2 separate regions of the Ovis aries genome follow, and region 1 is linked to region 2. Evidence: chromatin contacts called from public Hi-C data. All regions are on one chromosome and are shown on one strand. The core of a region is the stretch at or near the end of the contact, and the rest is flanking DNA. Distances in the headings are between cores, read along the strand shown. Region 1 has its middle 53 kb from the start of CEP44. Region 2 holds the start of HPGD (15-hydroxyprostaglandin dehydrogenase).

Region 1 (2,744 bases), core at 21-2,520, 170 kb before region 2:
AAATAACATCAGAACCCACCATGAATGGTTAGATATTTATATTAACTCATATCTTAAACCTGATTTTCTTTCCTTTCTTTTTTTAATCCTGTTTAACTGCATAGTTTTGTTTGACTCATATCATTTTTTTGGCTTCATCTAGCAGCACGTAGAATCATAGTTCCCTGACCAGGGGTAGAGCCTATGCCCCTGAAACGGAAGTGTGTAGTCCTAAACACTGGACCATCAAGGAATTCCCTTGACTAATATGGTAGATAGAAAGAAGGGCTTAATGAGACGCGTGGCTCCAGATAGAAGGGTTAAAGTAAATAACCTTGGGAAAAAAGAGCTCCTGGGAAAGGTCAAAACAACAATAGGGGAAAATGAGATTGTCTGATTTATATGTGTCAAACTGCATTTCACAACATTTTGCTAAAGTTTAATCCCAAGTGATGATGCTTCCAAATACTTCCACTCAAATATTTGTTCATCTTGTTTAAATCCTGGTTCCAGATAGTTCCAGAGCCATCTTGAGGAAATTTCCTAGCTTTTTATTGCTTTAGAGCTTTCATCTATAAAGTGAGCATAAAGGCACTTCACTGTTTTGTGAAGGGGATCAGGATACGCCACCCCAAATTTGCTACTTTGACATATTGATTTTTTTGAACTGAAAGCAACTGAGAAACAGCACATCCAAGAAAAGTCCTTTGTCCTCACCCTTCTACCTAAAAGTAGAGTATGAACTTCCCCCCAGGTGTGCTAGTGGTAAAGAACTTGCCTGACAGTGTAGAAGACCCAAGAGACATGGGTTTGGTCCCTGGGTCAGGAAGATCCCTTTTAGGAGGAAGTGGCAACCCACTCACCAGAGTGATTTCCCAGGATTCCTGCCTGGGAAATCCCATGGATAGAGAAGCCTGGAGGGCTACAGGCTGTAGGGGGTGCAAAGAGTTGGACATGACTGAGCACACACACACAAACTACTCCCTCCCAAAAACCCTGTACCAAGATGAGGATAGCAATTCTTATCCTCAGAGTTGGAGAGCTGGCACCACGGTGAGTCCACATAAAGAAAAACCTGACTAAAATAACACTTTGCTTCCATTAGTTCTGAAGCTGAGTAGAACCTTATGGGGCTCCTGGGCTTGAAATTCTTTCTGTGTCCCCTGTTTCTTGAACTTCCTTGAGTGCTTTAGTTCCAAAGGGCAGGTTCAAACAGTTGCTAATCAGGGAGGGTATGCAGAGACTAGGGAGGAGCAGTGGAGAAACAATTGTGCAACCTTGGGGCAAGGTCCTGGTTCCCCTTCAAGGGATTTTTTGTTCAGTCACTCAATCGTGTCCGACTCTTTGTAATCTCATGGATTACAGCAAGCCAGGCTTCCCTGTCCTTCACCATCTCCCGGAGCTTGCTCAAACTCATGTCCATTGAGTCTGTGATGCCATCCAACTGTCTCGTCCTCTGTTGTCCCCTTCTCCTCCTGCCTTCAATCTTTCGCAGCATCAGGGTCTTTTCTAATAAATCAGCTCTTCACATCAGGTGGTCAAAATATTGGAGCTTCAGCTTCAGCATCAGTCCTTCAGTGAATATTCAGGATTGATTTCCTTTAGGATTGGCTGGCTTGATCTCTTTGCAGTCCAAGGAACTCTCAAGAGTCTTCTCCAACACCACAGTTCAAAAGCATCAGTTCTCCTGTGCTCAGCTTTCTTTATGGTTCAACTCTCACATCCATACATAAATGCTAGAAAACCATAGCTTTGACTGTACAGACTTTGTTGGCAAAGTAATGTTCCTGCTTTTTAATACACTGTCTAGGTTTGTCATAGCTTTTCTTGAAGGGATACACATAACAATATCTTTGAGCTCAACTGCAGAAATAAAACCATCAGCAAATGGAAAATGTTAACTACTTGAGGAAGCATCCAAAACCTCAGGAACCACAGCTCATCAGGAGACCACCTAAAGCCAGATAAAGGAATCCAGTGATCTTCATCAATAACCCTGCCCTTGAAACATTCCTAATGTTTCACCAAATCCCTCCAGGTTGGGACAGACAATTTTTGAGGACACAAGCCACTGTGTCCCCCTTTGCCTGGCAGAGCAATGAAACTATTCTTTTCTACCTCACGCAAAACTCTGTCTCTGAGATTTGGTTTGGCACTGGTGCACAGAGGCCAAGTTTTTAGCATCAGTTTCTCTCATATATATTTTTTCTCACATAATTTATCAGCCTTAGAAGACCCAAATCCCTCTTCTTTTGTCTACTTACTTCAGAGTTTATTGTGCATGTACACACTCAGTTGTGTCTGACTCCTTTGCAACCCCAGGAACTGTAACTCACCAGGCTCCTCTGTCCATGGAATTATCTAGACAAAAATACTGGAATGGGTTGCCATTCCCTTCTCCAGGGGATTGTCTTGAGCCAAGGATCAAACCCACACCTTGCATTGGAAAATGGATTCTTACCAACTGTGACACCCCTACAATTTATTGGCCCTTGTTGAAATGTTCCATAGACCCCTTAATCTGACCACTTCTTGAGGTTTCTCACGTTTCTGTGATGCCTCTGTACATGTAAAAATATTAACATCAATATAAATTTTACCTTTCTTTTTCTACTTAATGTGTCTCTTGCTTGTTTAATTCTCAAGTTCTTCGTACTGAGCCCAAAAGGATAGAGGAAAAGTTTCTCCATCCCTATACTTGTAAGGATTAAATGAGATTAACTGTTGAGAAGTCATTTGTTCCAGTCTAATGATTTTCAGCATCA
Region 2 (2,794 bases), core at 225-2,724:
CTCCAACATTAAAAAAAAAAAAAATCACACACAGACTCATCCATGTTAAGAAGTACTAAAATGACTTTCATGGAAGTTTTTTGGCCCGTTAAAGATGTGCCTAGCAATTTTTTTTACTTAGTCTTTTCAAAAAAAAAAAAAAAAACTTTGTGAAATACAAATGTTCTATTTTCTCATTTTTCCTCGAAATACATGTATTTTCTCATACCGATCTGTTGGACTTCTAAATGACCAAATCTGTTTTTTTGTCTACACCAACACTGTCTCTGGATTGGTCAAGTAGATCCGTCTGTCTTAAGCGAGTAGACAGAAACAGGAAAGCATTGAGGAAAATCTGACAGGAACTTTTCTTCTGCAATACAACTATTATTGTTTTTAAAGCATTTCATAGGGGAAAAATCAGGGAGAACATCTGGTCAAAAGCATCCAGCACAGCTGTGACGACAACCCTTGACCTTGCATTCTAGCATGTTCCAAGGAGAAACATTGCCACATTTGACTGCCATTGGATTCTGCCGTCTTCCAGCTTTCTGGGAGAAGCAGTCTGCCGTAATCCCCTAGCCTACTTTATCTTTCTAAGTTCCATTTGCAAGTTCAATCATTTAATAACTACTGAAGCAGCACTATCTTGGAATACACCAAGGAATTTTGATTACATTATGCGCTGCCAAATGACTAAAAGAAAAGGATTTCTCAAACATGCTTGGCTTTTCTTCCTCCTTAGTTTTTGTATGTCTATTGGGATGTCAGATATCCCTCCTTAGTTTTTTAATGTCTATTGGGATGTCAGGTAGCAGTCGGCTATCTCTTGGAGCTCGGAGGTAGTTACTCTGCAGGAGGTAGCCCCTCCGCCACCCCAAGCTAGCTCTCTGGCGCAGGCTGCCTTCAGGTTGCTACTTGCTCAAAGCGCGCTCTGCGCTGATGGATTGATTTTCCCCTCGCTTACCTCTCAGTTGTTCCTGATCGGCCACATCGCACTGAATAAACAGAGTCTTCTGAGGTTCAAACTTCTCATCCAGGGCAGCTTTACACTTGACACCTGCTTCGAGATTCCAATCGACCAGCGCTACCTACGGACAAAAGGAGAGGAATCGAGATCCTTCGCGCCTGGTAAAACAGGCAGACAGACCGACAGTACAGAGACAACAGGAAGCTCCTCGTTTGGACCTGAGATCGGGCAGTTTACAGATCGGGTTCTCTGTCAGCGCATTCGAAGTCCGCTGGAGTGCGCCAGCCTGGACAGCTCTGGAGGCGGCAAGGAGAGCACCGGGGGCGCAGCCTGGGGCGCTCACTCCCCGGGGCCTCGACTGGAGAGCGGGTCTCGGGTGGGCCGTGCGCCTCGCCGCGCTTACCTTGGCGCCCTTGAGCAGCAGCGCCTCGGCGGAGGCTCGGCCGATGCCCTGGGCCGCGCCAGTCACCAGCGCCACTTTGCCGTTCACGTGCATGTCGCCGCCTGCGCTCGGTGGGCGAGCTCGGCGTCTCCGCGCGGCCGCGGCTTTTAAGGACCCTGCGCGCGCGCATGTGTGGCCGGGCCGCGCTCGCCTGCCAGTGGGCGGGGATGAAGCTGTCAAGCAGCGCCTGCACCCAGGACTGTGTCACCTGGCCCTGAGCGCTCCGGCCCGGCGATCTTTGCCTTCCTGACTCGTAGCCAAACCTGGGAGCCTCCTCCTGCACTAGGGCATGAGACATACGGTAAATAAACATCTCTGCCTCTGTGGAGCTTGTAACCTAAGCTAGCTGGGGAGATGATGATTTGGACGCAGGCTGGCTGGTTAAAGAGCACGCAGAAAGGTTACTCCCCAAGAAGAGATCCCTTCCGTGTGCTGAAGACCACCCCATAAAAGGAGGGCAGAGGAGAAGCTGAAGAGCTTGGAATCCTCCTCTGTGCCCAGGTCTTCCTCCCCACCCCACTCTTCCCCCACACCCCCACCCTCCAAATAATAGAAGAAGAAAAAACAAAACAAAAAACAAAAACAGTAAAGCACGATTTTAGGGGCTGCCCTTTTGTCTTGATCTAAGTTTTTAATTCTTATCTCATGGACATCGAAGTGGGGATGGAGGGAGCAGAGGTGACTAACACCGTTTTTAGGTTTCTTTTTTTTTTTTTTTCTTACTGAATTGTGCTTTAAAGTGCACTGTGCTCTGAACAGAAACCCATGGATCCTGTCTTTCAAGGCTGGAACTTTTAGCAGTCTTGTTGACACCCGGGTTTCAGATCAGTGTCAATTCTGGGTCACTCTGAGAGTGCCTAGCAAGAACTGTCATCACTGACTGCACTGGGCTTCCAGCCTCGCTGTCAGCCTGGTGAGGCGCAGGTTCAATGGAATGTTTGCTGGTTGAGTCATACTAGTTCTGGAGGCTTCCAGTTAAGTATGAGACAGAGGTTCCTGGTCCTCCAGGAACTTGAGCTTGAGCTGTTGCACTAAGATGCATTCAGTTGGGGGTATTCCGCTGACTTTGTCTTTCTCTCTTTCCTGTTATCATCTGCAGGCTTCAGTTCTAGTTCTGTAAACTGAATACCTGCCTGGCATTTATTTTCATGATCAAAGAAATCCAAGTATTGGGGAGACAGAGGTCGGGAAGAAAGCTTACACAACAGGGGATGAATCCTTTGTGTACTTCTTTGTTGCTCCCAAGAGGCAGCAGATGAGGTAACTGGCACGCAGGCACGTATGGGGAGGTTGTGTGAAATATATGTTGTCAGCACACCACTGAAACAGAGGTCTTTATATTGAAAGAGAACAGCAGAGAATTAAAAAAAAAATTAAAAGGAAGCAAAGGAAAACCCAAACCT

Evidence for each region. Hi-C and Micro-C count contacts between places; a contact is called where the count stands out from the background.
Region 1: a Hi-C map of liver shows a contact between it and region 2, with 4 times the contacts expected there. The contact joins the enhancer-like site here to the promoter of HPGD in region 2. A contact is called at or near these places in 3 of 16 Hi-C or Micro-C datasets (liver, mixed tissues and tail adipose tissue).

Annotation. Positions count from the first base shown.
Region 1 is chr2:106,477,642-106,480,385 of ARS-UI_Ramb_v3.0, reverse strand. No RefSeq gene overlaps it. Among named protein-coding and RNA genes, the nearest start is that of CEP44, 53 kb to the left of the region's middle. Within about 2 kb of position 1,270, at least 2 of the 54 cell types and tissues checked have an H3K27ac peak or open chromatin away from gene starts, as enhancers often do. A contact at or near this core is called in liver, where this site is marked.
Region 2 is chr2:106,310,955-106,313,748 of ARS-UI_Ramb_v3.0, reverse strand. HPGD (15-hydroxyprostaglandin dehydrogenase) reads right to left here and starts at 1,474. Exons shown (of 6, transcript XM_027964621.2): 1 at 1,353-1,474; 2 at 947-1,070. The coding sequence starts at 1,445. LOC132659302 (a long non-coding RNA gene) reads left to right here and starts at 1,066. Exons shown (of 2, transcript XR_009599566.1): 1 at 1,066-1,692.